Linked DNA regions of Ovis aries: region 1 is linked to region 2. Evidence: chromatin contacts called from public Hi-C data. All regions are on one chromosome and are shown on one strand. Each heading gives the region's core, a stretch centred on a gene start, on an enhancer-like site or on the middle of the called end of the contact. The rest is flanking DNA. Distances are from core to core; before and after follow the strand shown.

Region 1 (6,581 bases), core at 964-3,463, 54 kb before region 2:
ACAAAAGTTTTTGTTTTACGTTAGAAAAAAATTTAACTCGGTGTTGTTGTATATTCACTTTAACAACAAAATAAAATAAAGACATCATAAGAAACAGATTAAGCAAGGCACAGACAGGGAGAATATATTCATAATCCATGTGCCTAATGAAAGATTCATATCCAGAAAATATAAAGCATCCCCAGAAATTATAGCAAAAAGACAGACAAACCCATTAAAAAAATAGATTTGAACAATCATTTCTCAAAAATAAGTAACCCAAAAGGCCAGGAAGTTAGTTAAGGGTCTCAACATCATTATTCATTAGAGAAAAAAAATGAATGAAAACCACAAGGAGATATTGCTACATACTCACCAAGAATTTTTTAAGAAAAAAACTATTAATGCCAAATGTTGGCAAGGATATAAAATAACTGTCATATATCAATTCAACCTTTGAGGGAAACTGCTAGGCAGTGTCTATTGAAATTAAACATGCACCTATGCCATGACATAAAATTTGTGCTCATTCTTATATACCCAACAAGACTGTGTGTATTTTTTTCACCAAAGACCCATGGGAATGTTCACTCGCTGCTTCAATCATAACAACCAAAAACTGAAAACCAAAATGCCTATCAATGATGAAATAGATAAACTGTTGTATGTTTCATATAATATTGGTGGTGGTGGTGGTGGTTTAGTCTCTAAGTCCTGTCTGACTCTTGCAACCCATGGACTGCAGCCTGCCAGACTCCTCTGTCCATGGGATTCTCCAGGCAAGAATACTGGAGTGGGTTGCCATTTCCTTCTCCAGGGAATCTTCCCTACCCAGGAATCAAACCCAGGTCTCCTGCATTGCAAGCAGTTTCTTTACTGACTGAGCTACAAGGGAAGCTTATACTTGACGCAACCCATATAATATTGGGTTGGCCAAAAAGTTAGCGTTTTTCCATAGCTACCCAACAGTAAACAAATTACTGATATATGCCATACCATGAATGAATCTTACGGACATTGTTGGGTGAAAGAAACCAGTCTGAAAAAGGCATACTACTTGACTGCAATCATATGAAGTTTAAGAACAGGAAAAGCTAATATATAGTCATAAAGTCAGGATGGCTCCTTCTAGGGTGATAAGTATTAACTGGGAAGGAGCAAGTGGAAACCTAGGGTGATGAAAAATATCCTGTATCTCTATCCTGGAGCTGATTATACTGTGTAAAAGCTCATCAAGCTGTTCTCTTAAGATCTCTTCAGTGTGAAAGCTACATCTCAATTAGGAAAAAAAAAAAAAAAAAGGAAGAAAGATGAGGAATGAAAGAGAAAAGAAAGGAAATGAAGGAGAGGATGAAAGGAAGAGAGAGAGGGAAGGAAGAAAAGGAGAGAGAAATGAATATGATCTCCGGAGGGACTTACTCAAAAATACGTTATGGGATATGTACTGTTATCTGCATCTTAAAGATGGGACCACTTCCAGGTTTGCTGATGAGTTCAGAGTTCAGTGTTACAGAGCGGGTGTGTGAGGTTGAAAGCCAGGTGTGTATGACGCGAAAGCCTTTGTTTTTCCACCTAATACTACCTTTGTTTTTCATCTCCTCCTAAAAAAGTGACCCCAAGAAATGGCTCCCTGCATCGATCATTTCTTTCTGGGAAGCACGTCTATCTTATCACCTTCGGCCTCTTATTTGGGCCTGTCTCCCACCCACAACTGTGAGGCCACTCGTTTTTAGGCTTCTTCCAGGGCTTAAGAGCCGGCTCTGTTAACTTTTGCTGGAGCGGGACAGGAGTCGCCCCTGGACTCTCGGCTGCGGTCTGCCCTTTATTTCGCAGGCTCGCAGACTGCGGATGGCGCTTCTTTTCGGTGAGGAAACCAGTGAGAGCAGTGTAGCCCTAAGTCCTGTTGAAGCGGAGCTCGCAGGCTCCACGTTCCTCACACAGAAACTCAAACTCCGCGACTGTTTGCCGCACGTCGCTGACTACCTTCCCCGCCCACGTCAGCCGGAAGCAGGTGCGCCGGGCCCGCCCCTTTTCGCCTCTCCCTGCAGGTGGCCCAGCCCCGCCCCGCTCACCTGCGCGCGCAGCCCCGCCCTAGCGCGCGGCTCTGCGCCGGCAGTGCCGGCCGGCACGCATTTATACGGCGCTATTTTGGTCTCGCGCTCTGATTGGTCGGCCGCGGGTGAGGACACGCTCGCGCGCCGCGCGGGGCGGGGCCGAGACTCAGGAGGAGGGGCGCTTCCGGCGGCTTCGCGGTATGAGGAGGCCGTGGGCTCTAGCTTCCTTAGGCCCTGACCTTCTCTAGAGGGATGCTGGGGCTGCCATGGCCACTCTGCCGTCTGTTGGTTGGGCTACGTTTTTAATGAGCCTGTGTGACAGGCTGCTAAGAACCGAACTAATTCACGCTTTGGAGAGGGAGTTGCTCAATGGCCTGACACTTAGAAGCCACATGGCAGAAACTGCGAGAACCTTGCCAAAGTGTCATTTCCTGTGTGGAAGCGCTTGTCAGCTCCCTCTGCAGACCTTTCTGCCAGGCTAACCTGGCCCTTCGCTAAATCAGACCTGTGAGGCCGCCTGCCCTCTGGAACCTTTGTCTGACTGTGTCCTTTCTCTTGACTGTGGCCTTCCTTTCTTCTCTCCTTGCTGTGGTTTACCCTTTTCTGAAACCAGAGGAACAAAACACTCCCTAGACAGCTCCAGAGGATCTTATTTCCTCCTCTTTCCCACATCGTGATCAGAGCCACATCTGACCGCCCCTGCTTTCTGGCTCTCCACCAATCAGGTGTACTACTGCTCTGAGTTTCAAGGCTGTTTGAGTTGTTTTTTTTTTTTTGTTCGGTGACAGGCAAGTTTGAGCTTCTTTGGTGAGAGTTACTGAATAACTATAAAATGTGATTTACGGAAACTGCTATCATACCTGAAAAGAAGTAAAAAGGACCATTTGAAGCCACCACTCCTTATTGGATGGGAACTTAGCTTGAAAGGGATTCTGTTTAGGAGTTCTGTTTCCTAAATTTTGTAATCACAAATATTACCTCTGATTGCAAAACCCCTGAACGCCTCTTGAGGTTTCCTGAGCTCACAGCCTTGAACATTATTTGCATTTAGATATGTAGAAAGAGGGGCTTCCCTGGTGGCTCAGGTGGTAAAGAATCTGCCTGCAGTGCGCAAGACCTGGGTTGGATTCCTGGGTTGGAAAGATTCCCTGGAGAAGGGAATTTAACCCACTCCAATATTTTTGCCTGGAGAATTCCATAGAGGAGCCTGGTGGGCTACAGTCCGTGGGGTCACAAAGAGTCAGACATGACTGAGCAACTAACGCATGTAGAAAGAATATAACTGAGCAACTATTGAGCACATCAGTGAAAATCATCATTCATTATTTTTAATGACCCATGCTTTGTAAATGCTTAACAGACATTTCCTCTAATGCTTACAAAATCCACACGACTTAGATACCATTATTATTCCATTTTACAGAAAGGGAAACTAAGGCCCAGAGGGACTGAATAACTAGACTGAAGTCATATAATATGATGTCAGCGCTGATTTATCCCCGTGGTGGTCTGACTCCATTGTTTGTGCCATTGAGTACTGAGCTCTGTAATCTCTTTCTTCCTTGTCTTAATAAATTGAAAATTCAGCTTTCTCTGGCCCAAGAGGAGTTGAGCTTAGTCAGTGCCATAATTTCTCAGGAAGACGTTTGTCCTGCTGCTGGCTTAGGAAAAGGATTGCTAGGAAGGGAAAATGGTGATGATGCCAGGGGTCTTAATATTCTCCACTTCTGAACAACAGACCATATTCAACATGCAGTGCAAAGTTTTGGAAAAGATTTTGAGTTCTGCTGTGTCGGTTGATATGGAGACTGGACTGTTTACAGAGCGGCCTCAGTTAGATCCACTTGGTTGGTTAGGAACCAAGAAGCAAACTGGTCTTAACAGTGGCTTTCAAACATTTTTATACACTTACCCCCCACAGAGCTACCAGAAATTGATGGAAATTCCAAATACAAGTCATGCAGTGGCTCCAAGGCTCCAAATCCCCAGCCCATCACCCTCCTTCTCTGTCTGATGTTGTAGGAGTTTCCAGACTTCTCTGAAACTCATTTTCTTTATCTGCTGCAAGTGAGATCTGTGAAGTTCCCTGGATTAGTGTGTGGTGTATATAGATTCTAAAAAATGTTCTTCTTCTTGCCCTTTTCCTTGGCTGTTGAAGAAAGAAAGTACCCGACTTGATGATTATCCATTTATTGTCCCTTTTACAGAGCTACATAGGCAGCACTAAATTCCATAGGTAATAATTTACATTAAGACCACTTATTTTCACCTATAGCTTTAAAATTCCTTATCGAAACTTCAGCAACATCATTTCCAAATAGTGGCTTCAGCTTTAATTGTGTCTGTTGTTCATTGAACAAATAGTTACTAAAAATCTATTAGGTATAAGACATCAGTTATTCTTTAATAGAGCTTTCTGAAAACATTTCGACAAAATAGCCTGGTTCACAAGCAGACATTAGGGAAATAGACTGTATTTTATAGCAATAATAGTTCTTTCCTACTGGTCCCATGCTTCAACTCTGACCTTAATTCATATTGAAAATGATTTGGTCTGACAAGACAAAAAAGAAAAACAAACACAAAAAGCTAAGAACAGGAACTAGGCAGTAATAAAAAAAAATTAAAGGCATTATTTAAAAAATACAATGCAAGGGATGTTTTTCCCCTTAAAAGCCATTCATTTTTGTTGATTGATCTTGCGTTGATCAATTAACAGATTGTTTTCATCACTGCTAATCAGGCTGAAACTCCAATACTTTGGCCACCTCATGCGAAGAGTTGGCTCATTGGAAAAGACCCTGATGCTGGGAGGGATTGGGGGCAGGAGGAGAAGGGGACGACAGAGGATGAGATGGCTGGATGGCATCACCGACTCGATGTACATGAGTTTGGGTAAACTCCAGGAGTTGGTAATGGATAGGGAGTCCTGGCAGGCTGCGATTCATGGGGTCGCAAAGAGTCGGACATGACTGAACGACTGAACTGAACTGAACTGAATCAGGCAAAGAGAAGGTTTTAAGTCTTCTTTTCAACTATAAAGTTATAAAATGTGCTGTGTTGCTCAATCAGGTGGCCCTGGATGTTACTACAAAAATGCAAACTTTGCAAATCACTACACACCCAAGTATGTTTTAGGTAAACTGAGCCTCCAGAAACTTGCAAAGCATTATGTTCAATTAAATTTGAATTTAAGTGGAGTTCCTTTTTCCCTATTCAGACGTGTGTGTCTTAGGCAACCTGTACTTAATACCCAAATAGCTCTTTGGATTATTTGATTCAGTCAATTGAACAACCAATTCAGTATAAAATAAATGAAATAAACTCACTTTTTTAGGCCACATTAACCTATAGTTTTAGACTTAGAAATCTTTAATAGAACTTGTGTCTTGGAGTGAGAAATTAATATTCAATTATATATGATATGAGAAATTAATATTTACCATAAATTATAAAATTAGCTATTGAAATTAACATAATAACTGAAGTTATTAGCTGCAAAAATGTAGTAATATGAACTGAGCCTGTAATGTTATAGATGCCAGATGCCAATATTGCTTAGTATAATGGTTTTGATTCATCCTTCTAACTCCTTTCATTGCCAGCAAGAGTAATTGAGGGTGTGATTGACTTAGATTATTTTTTGCTCCAGTAAAGGACTCCTTTTGAAAACCTGCCTGTCCCCTAACTCTTTACTGTTGCCCCAACACAATATCTTCTGTTGACAAAACTAAGGAACCAAACGGTAGCAGGTAATGAAAGTGCCCTCTACAATTGCAAAGCAAGTGAACACAGCCTCCAGCCTGGAATCTGACCCCACGAGAATCTACATTTTAAATGGCCCATTTGAAGCATTCATTCATTCATTCAACAAATAATTCTGGATCTCTTTCTGTGTTCCAAGCATACAAATAGTATGAATCAGTCATGGTGACTGCTGTAACTGGCTCGAAATGTAAAGGAGGTGAGAGATGAGCAAGCAAATAGAGCAGCTGAGAGCTAATTTCTACCACAGAAGAATTTAAGGATGTGTGTAGGGGCATCCATTTGGAGAAGGCTATGGGGATTGTAGGCAGCACCAAGCTCAAGGGCTCAGGCTGTGGGAGTGCTGGGAGATGAAGGCAGTCAGAGCAGGCCATCCTGAGAGCCACACTAACGCATTTGATCGCCAATCTGCAGGTCGCCTGGAGTCCAAAGGGATTAAGAGGGTGTCAGAAAAGCTGCTTCCTGTGGTTGTAGACTGGCTTTCCGTGCCATGCCAAAGGAAGAAAAATGGAGGACTAGGATCTGGTTTAGGCTCTGCTGAGTGGTTTTATTGCCCCTAATATGTGGCTTGGTAAGGCATTTTACTATCTCTGCTTTACCCAGAATTAGAACTTCAGCTGAATTTGTGGGTTTGGGGGAAATTATTTTACCAGATATCAGTCCTTGTTCTTTTTTTAGTAAACAAATGGTCCCAGCAGCCTGGGGCCTAATTGCCACATTTAATACTTGTAGTATTACACAATGTTTAGACCTGGACTTGTGTCGATAATCTGCAAGGTTAAG
Region 2 (7,127 bases), core at 275-2,774:
GAATGACATGTCCAACCTGAAGTTTTATCACTAGAAGGTTAAATACCTTTCAGTTACCTTACTAATGCAGTTCCCTTTACATTTTTACTTCTTAAAAGTTCCTTTTTCAGAGGGAACAGACCTGCCCAAATTGAGGACCAAATCTCAAAAAAGGCCTCCCTACTCACCTGGATGTCTGAAATGCCCTGGACCTGCAGCTAGGGGTGGGGTGGGGGTAGGGGTCATAGGAGACAAGGGCTATCCCTAAAGCAGTCCATCCCAAAGAGAGGATAGGCATTAAGAGGCCAGGATGGTGCTAAACACTTTGCACACATTACCTCATTCAATTCCTACAACCCCATGAAGTGGGTCCTACTAGTATCTCTATCCTGCTGCTAAGTCGCTTCAGTCGTGTCCCACTCTGGGCGACCCCATAGACGGCAGCCGACCAGGCTCCCGCGTCCCTGGGATTCTCCAGGCAAGAACACTGGAGTGGGTTGCCATTTCCTTCTCCAATGCATGAAAGTGAAAAATGAAAGTGAAGTCGCTCAGTTGTGTCTGACTCTTCACAACCCCATGGACTGCAGCCTATCAGGCTCTTCCGCCCATGGGATTTTCCAGGCAGGAGTTCTGGAGTGGGGTGCCATCACCTAAGAGACTCTTACCGTTTAGTGCTTGCCCAGAGTCACTAGTTGCTCTCTGTGCCAGGGCAGATTTGCACTCTTATTGTGTTTCAGGCACTCTTCTAGGCATCTTACATGTATCCACTCATTGTTGTTGTGCTAGTCACTCAGTGGTGTCCAGCTCTTTGTGACCCCAAGGACTAGAGCCCATCAGGCTCCTTTGTCTATGAAATTCTCCAGGCCAGACTACTGGAGTGGGTTGCCATTCCCTTCTCCAGGGGATCTTCCTGACCCAGGGATGGAATGTGGGTCTCACCGTCTGAACCACTAGGGAAGTCCTTGACTCCTTAAATCCTCATAACAACTCTATGAAATAGGTGCCATAATTATGCCATTTTACAGATGTTAAAGTGTTAAATAACTTATTCAACTCAAATAGGGAGTTAGACCAGGAAAGGAATTCAGGAAAATTTCTGGCCTCAACCCTTAGCCTACATCACAATCACCTGGAGGGCTTTAAGATTCCGACTTTGGGCCCCAAGCGGAGAGTTTCTAATTCTGTAGGTTTTGGGAAGTACTTGTGAATTTCTATTTCTTCAAGTTCCCAGGTGATGCTGTTATTGCTAGTCTGGGAAGCAGGCTTTGAGAACCAGTGCTCTCGTTAGCTCTCTTAATCGCTGCGCAACAAATACCAATGGCCACCAAAGTCCGTGTCTGTGTTTAATTCCTTTTGAGAACCATTTGCAAAAACAAAATTAAAAAAATAATTCCCAGAATTTCTAAGGAGATTTATTCTCTGTCCCCCTCCCCCCCTTAAACTTTGAGTTAATCAAGTCAAATGAGGCCACAAGTGTGTCCTTTAACCAAGAGCGCTGGGCTATGGAGCGCCTTTTAATACTTGTGCCCATCATCGCGGAATCCGAGGGAGGAGGCGGCCACGTGCGCGGGGAGACACAGCGGCCCAGGTCCCCGGTTCTCAAAAAATATCCCGTCTCGGCCCCGGGGGCGAGGACGACAAAATGACCTGACCACGGGGACGGCCGCACCCCTAGAGGCCCCGCTCCTCCGTGGTGGCAGCCTGCCGGCCCCTGCAGTCTTATTTACACGTCCCTCCGCTCCCTCAGCCCACCGCGGGACGATCTCGCACCTCTCCTCCACCCTCGGGAGCTGAGTCAAGGTCAGCAAAGTTCTCCGAAGGCGAGGGGAAGGACAGAGAAGGGTTGAGGAGAGGTCTTTCCGAGGGTGGGGGAGGTGGGGGAGGTGGGGGGCGCCCCCTCCCGGGGTCCCCGCGGCCATCTTCCCCGCGAGCCGCACCTCGCGGGCCGGGCGGGGCGGTCAGGGGCGCGGCCCCGGGGCCCCGCCCCGCCCCGGACTCTCGGGAGCGCGGGCCTCGGGCGCACTGCTCGGACGCACGGATCGCTTGGAGCGCAGCCGTCCTCTGCAAGAGCCGCGGGTGAGCGGGGCGCGGCCCGGGTCGGCGGGAGCGGGGTTCGCGCCGCGCGCTCGGCGGAGGGGCCGGAACAGGACGACAGGTGTGGCGGCGCGGGCAGCCCGGCCGAGGGGGCGGTAGGCGCGGGAGCCCAGGACCGGCGGGACCCTGGCGCGGCCCACACACGCGGCAGGTGGAGCCGAGGCTGCCCGCGTGGCCGCCGCGCGACCTCCCGCGCCACAGCCCGGCCCCTCGGGCCCCTATTCCGGAGCGCCGGCGGAGCCCGGGCTGCGTGGACGCGCCCCCGGGCCCCGCGCCCGCGTCCGGGCGGGGACCATTTTCACAAAGTATTTCTCAAAGGGTTGACGGTTGCGGTTTCAGCCCTAGGGTAAACGGTTGCTTCACAAAGTGAAACTCTCCGTCTTCTGGGATCCCGCGGGCTTCCGGGACGCCCCGAGGAGTTCCTCGGCGGACAGCCCCCCATTACCCCGGTTCCGGCCCGGCCCGGCCCCCTGCCTGCAGCCCAGACCCCTAGCCAGCAGCTGCCCCGCCCGGCCCCGCCCTTCCCCTCCTCTGTGCTCCCCGCCCCTGCCCTCCTCTGCCCTACCCTCCGCCCGGGCTCCGCGCCCCGCCCCCGGCGGGCCACGCCCCTGGCCACACCCCTCTCCTGAGCTCCTCCCCCCGGCGCCGCGCTCCCCACCGCCCGGGCCCCGCCCCGTGGTGCCTGGCCCCGCCCCGTGGTGCCTGGCCCCGCCTCGGCGCTCCCGCCCCCCGGCGCCGCGCCCCCCGCCACCCCCTCGGCGCTGGGCTCGCCCGGCCCGCGGTAATTGCAGGTTGGGCGGTGACTTATCGTGGCGCCCGCCCGGCCGGTTCTTAAGCGGCAGCGCGGGGCGGGCGCCGAGTCTCGGGGCGGCGGCAGCGGCGGGAGCTGTGGGATCGGTAGGAGGGCTGCTGGGCACGCTCACTGGGCTTCCTCCGCCTGCAGGTCGGGAAAGGGCGTTTCAGCTGCTGCTGGAGAGCGTGTTTCCAAGGAAGGCGAGGAAACCCGTCCGGAACCGAAAATGCCGAAACCGGTAAGTCCCTGGGTGTGTGTGGGCAAGGCGGGATGTGTTGAGCACGGTTTTCAAGCGGAGTTATCTGGGCAAGGTTTGGGGCTTTTTCGGGTTTTTTTGGGGGGGGGCGGAGGGAAGAATAGAGTTCTTTTCTAGGCGGACGAGAGGCCAGGAGCAGGGAGGGGATCGTCTCCTCTCTTTCTCCCTCGTCATCCCTTAGTGGAACTCTTGGAGAAAACAAGATTGCGATGCTTTTTTCTCTACGGTCCTTTTGTTTGCGAGCCCCCTCCGCCGCCGAGCCTTGGGGGTTAGGATCTTTGAGAAAAATCAGAATGCCTTTTAGGCGGCTTCGGACGGTGGAAAAGCCCTGTCCTAAGACAACCTGGAAGTTTCTTTCCTGAAGAGGAGCCTGAGTCGCAGGAGAGGCAGGTGGCTTCCCACGGCGCGCGCCCGCTGCCTTCCCGGGTCTGGGAGCAGGCGCGCCCCAACTCCTCCCCTGGCGCTCTCTTTTAAAGGGGGGGGGTGGGGGGCACTCTCTCTGGGGGCAGCCTCGTTCCAGTTCATCCTACTGAAGCCGTGCTCTGTTAACCCGGGAATTTGCTGGTGACAGCAGGATTCCTATTTCGGAGAGGGCTTTGGTAATGAACTTGAATTGCAGATGAAGGCAGGCAGCCCTGGAGTTTGATAAGCAGGCTCCTGGCGCACCTCCGAAACATCAGCTGACCCCCTAGCGCTGCTGCGCCCGCACCTCTTACACCCACTTTCCCCGAATCTGATTTGTGTCGCCTGAATCTCTCTCGGGTGGGATGGTGGCCAGCCTGGGCTTCACACGGCTTTCATTTAAGTTGGGCGAACAAGGCAGCTTTTTTGTGAGCAGCATTTCTTAGCAAGTGGTATCTGTTCTACCAGCTTGAACACAGGTGAACTGGTGACCAGATAATTGGGGAGGAGATAATTGAAGATTTTTGGAGTTTTGAATCCCAGTGGCGAGAATATCTGGATTCATTGAAAATTACAATAAAAGATTCCTATGAAAATACACCCCATACATAAAATACATAACTTCATATACCTATGGAGTTTATGAGAAACCTTCTAGTTTTTCAAACGAGTTGTTTCTGTAGTGAGTGCTTATGTGTTTTGTTTTCTACCATCACATTTTAGATTCTCTGAAAGGAGTACTTTATAAGTTTTGTTTTACTGTTAGGTTAAATAAATTACTACCTTCATAGGCTAACAGATTGAGAAGCCAGTAGAGCTTTCGCCTCAGTTACATCATCAAGATGATTCATTCACGATGCAGACAGTTTTTTTTTCCTACACTGAATTCTTCTTTTCATTTCCAGTTGGTAGTTGGCACATGACCTTCAGGCTTTACAGTTCCTGTGGTATAAAACGGACCTAAACATAGTGCTTTACTCAGGGCATAGCCCTGTTCTGGTTTACTCAGAGCAGTGATTAGGAACTTAACCTTTCCCGGTGTGTGGCTTTCACTAAAGAAATGATGTTGAGAGTTCAGCTTTTAAAATATCGCTCAGATAACAGTCGGTATCCCTGTCTCCTGTCAGTCACTACTTTTGTTTCTCATAAAGATCTGTAATTTGCTTTTGTTCTTTTTCTGGCGTTCGTGTTTTTTTGGTTTGTTTTTTGGTAGTGGAGTTCACATGACGTGCACTTGACCATCTCAGTGTTTTTTAAGCGTATAGTTGAGTGGCGTTAAGTACGTGCACATTGCCGTGCAGTGGTCACCACCGTGCACCTCCAGAACTTTTTCCTCGTCCCAAACTGTGCCCTTTAAACACTAACTTCCTTCTCCCCACTCCCTCCAGCCCCTGGCAGCCGGCCCTCTCCTTTCTGTCTCTCTGCCTTTGACTCCTCTCGGTGTCCCACATGAGTGAGATATGCACAGCGTTTGTCCTCCTGTAACTGGCTCACTCCACTTAGCACGATGTCCGCAGAGTCCACCCTTGTGCCATGTGTGGGAATGGCCTTGCTTTTTAAGGCTCTGTCTTTCTTTCTTAGGGCAGGTATGTTTTTATCTCATTTGGCTTTAAAGTTCCTTTACGATGGACCAGAAACTTAACAAGGTTTTTCTGACAAAGTAGTTGTTGAATTCTTTAAGGAAGGATAGTAGTGGCCATCCTTGACTTGTAACCTCCTTGTATGTTAGGGTCGCAGTAACCCAGAGTAAGATTTTGAAAGACTATGTTTTATATAATATTTACAGTTATTTGCAGGTGGTATTGTGAGGTGTCCTTTTATGAGAGCCACAGCTGTCGACCATGGAAGTTCCTACCTCCTACCTTTTTGGTGGAGTAGGGTCTTGGAGATTTTGCCTTGTGAAATGAATGCACTTAACTCTTTGTCCATGTGGATCCCATGAGGGCCACCTGCAGGTCCTTAAGAGCTTACTGGCTGATGGGCCATCTAAGGCTGTTAGTGTATCTAGTTTTTGTTACTGTTTTTTGCTCCTTCCTTGGATGTTAAAGTGGATGCATCCTCAGCAAGCTCTGCAGGTGAACAGTTATTAGAACAGTTATTGATTCCTATTATTCAAGCCCAAACCAAAAGTTTTGGTAGGTGACTTCCCATGGTGATTTTTAACAACACAAATGAGGGCAAATCGTAAAATTGGCTGTAGAGTCAGGATCTGGGCTGCCTTTGGCCCCTTGAATTCGGCAGCAGAATATTTTTGATTGTGTCTGAATAGTCAGTGGATGATGACTCTTCGCAAAACAACTATATAAAGGAAATGGTATCTATTTGCTGCTTTTTCTCTTGGTCCTGCTTGTTAAGAAGACTGCCCGTCTGCTTTCAGAGAGCACCTTGGCCCCGTCTCTGGGTGCCAGGCACAAAGTTGTTGCGCAGATGGTTGCAGCCGATCTTGTCCTCAGCGAGCTTACAGTCTGGGACCCGAGCCCAGGCTCAGGCAGATGCTGGGAAGGGGACCTGGAAAACTCGCTGGTGGCCATCCAGGAGGGAAAGAGGCTTAGGTAACGTGTGACACAGCTGAGTAGAAAAGCCAGCCAGTGTGGAACTGGGCAGGCGGACCGAGGAGTCTTGCTCAGTCCCCTGAGCTGGTCCCCCGGGCACTGCAGGGCTGTGGTCCATCGTCTGGTTTTGCTTTTCCCAGAGCTGCTCTGGGCTGTGATGGATGGATGGCCAAGGAGGATGGTTTGAGGTCCACAAGGCACCACGCCCTCTGCCCAGCTGGCCGCTCTGGCCTGGTTGGTATCTCTCATCTGGGAGAGACGTGGGCTGGGTGCTCAGGGCCGTGGCTCAGGAAGCCTGCTCCGTGTGCCCACGGTCGACTGAAGGTGACCCGCGGGCTCCTTCCCCTTCCTGCTTCCTCCCCGCTCCCCCACCCTCTTTCCTCGTTGTGACAGAGGACCCACGGGGCGGCAGGAAGGAAAGCCGCTGCAGTCAGGCTTAGAGATGAAAAGGCTGTTGTGTCAAGGCCAAGCTCTCAGCTGTTTTCTGAGAAGTTTAGCCCGAGCTGCCTTTCAGTGGCACCCGTGATGCCTTAGCCATTTAGCCCTGAAGTGCCGATATGGAAGTTTCTAATGTAAAAGTAGATCAACTCCCTTCAGTAGAAAAACTGAAATTGTGTTTGGAATCCTGCCCTGTGCTAGAGTCGTCAGATAATTTCTGAGATGCCCTTGCCTCTTGACTCTGTAGTCTTTTCCATTAAGGATCTTAACAGGGTCAGAGTTTACTGAATATAGTGATACGTTTTCTACCTCCCTCATCCCCCCACCCCCCCCAACCGAGGACACGTGGAGTCACTTTTCTCTATCTCCCCCCCTCGACCACACCCAGATGGAGAGTTAGGCAGCTGAGACTCTCCCACGTGTTGGTGAGACACGCGGGCTGGGCGTTGTCGTCTGTCTTGTCCCGGTGGAAGGCACAGGGAACGGTCTGTGCGCCCATCCCTTTGTCCAGCACTCGTTTACCATGCTGGCGTTGAGGCTGGTGAGCAGACGCAGAAACAGCCCCTGCTGCCGTGGATTTCCAGTCTGGTGGGAGGGACAGACAGTGGTCGTG

What was found. Hi-C and Micro-C count contacts between places; a contact is called where the count stands out from the background.
Region 1: a Hi-C map of liver shows a contact between it and region 2, with 2.0 times the contacts expected there. The contact joins the enhancer-like site here to the promoter of EZR in region 2. A contact is called at or near these places in 3 of 16 Hi-C or Micro-C datasets (blood and liver).

What each region holds. Positions count from the first base shown.
Region 1 is chr8:82,988,888-82,995,468 of ARS-UI_Ramb_v3.0, reverse strand. No RefSeq gene overlaps it. Among named protein-coding and RNA genes, the nearest start is that of EZR, 53 kb to the right of the region's middle. Within about 2 kb of position 2,213, at least 52 of the 54 cell types and tissues checked have an H3K27ac peak or open chromatin away from gene starts, as enhancers often do. A contact at or near this core is called in liver, where this site is marked.
Region 2 is chr8:82,933,794-82,940,920 of ARS-UI_Ramb_v3.0, reverse strand. It overlaps EZR (ezrin), which reads left to right and starts at 1,524. Exons shown (of 14, transcript XM_060419304.1): 1 at 1,524-1,779; 2 at 3,017-3,104. The coding sequence starts at 3,093.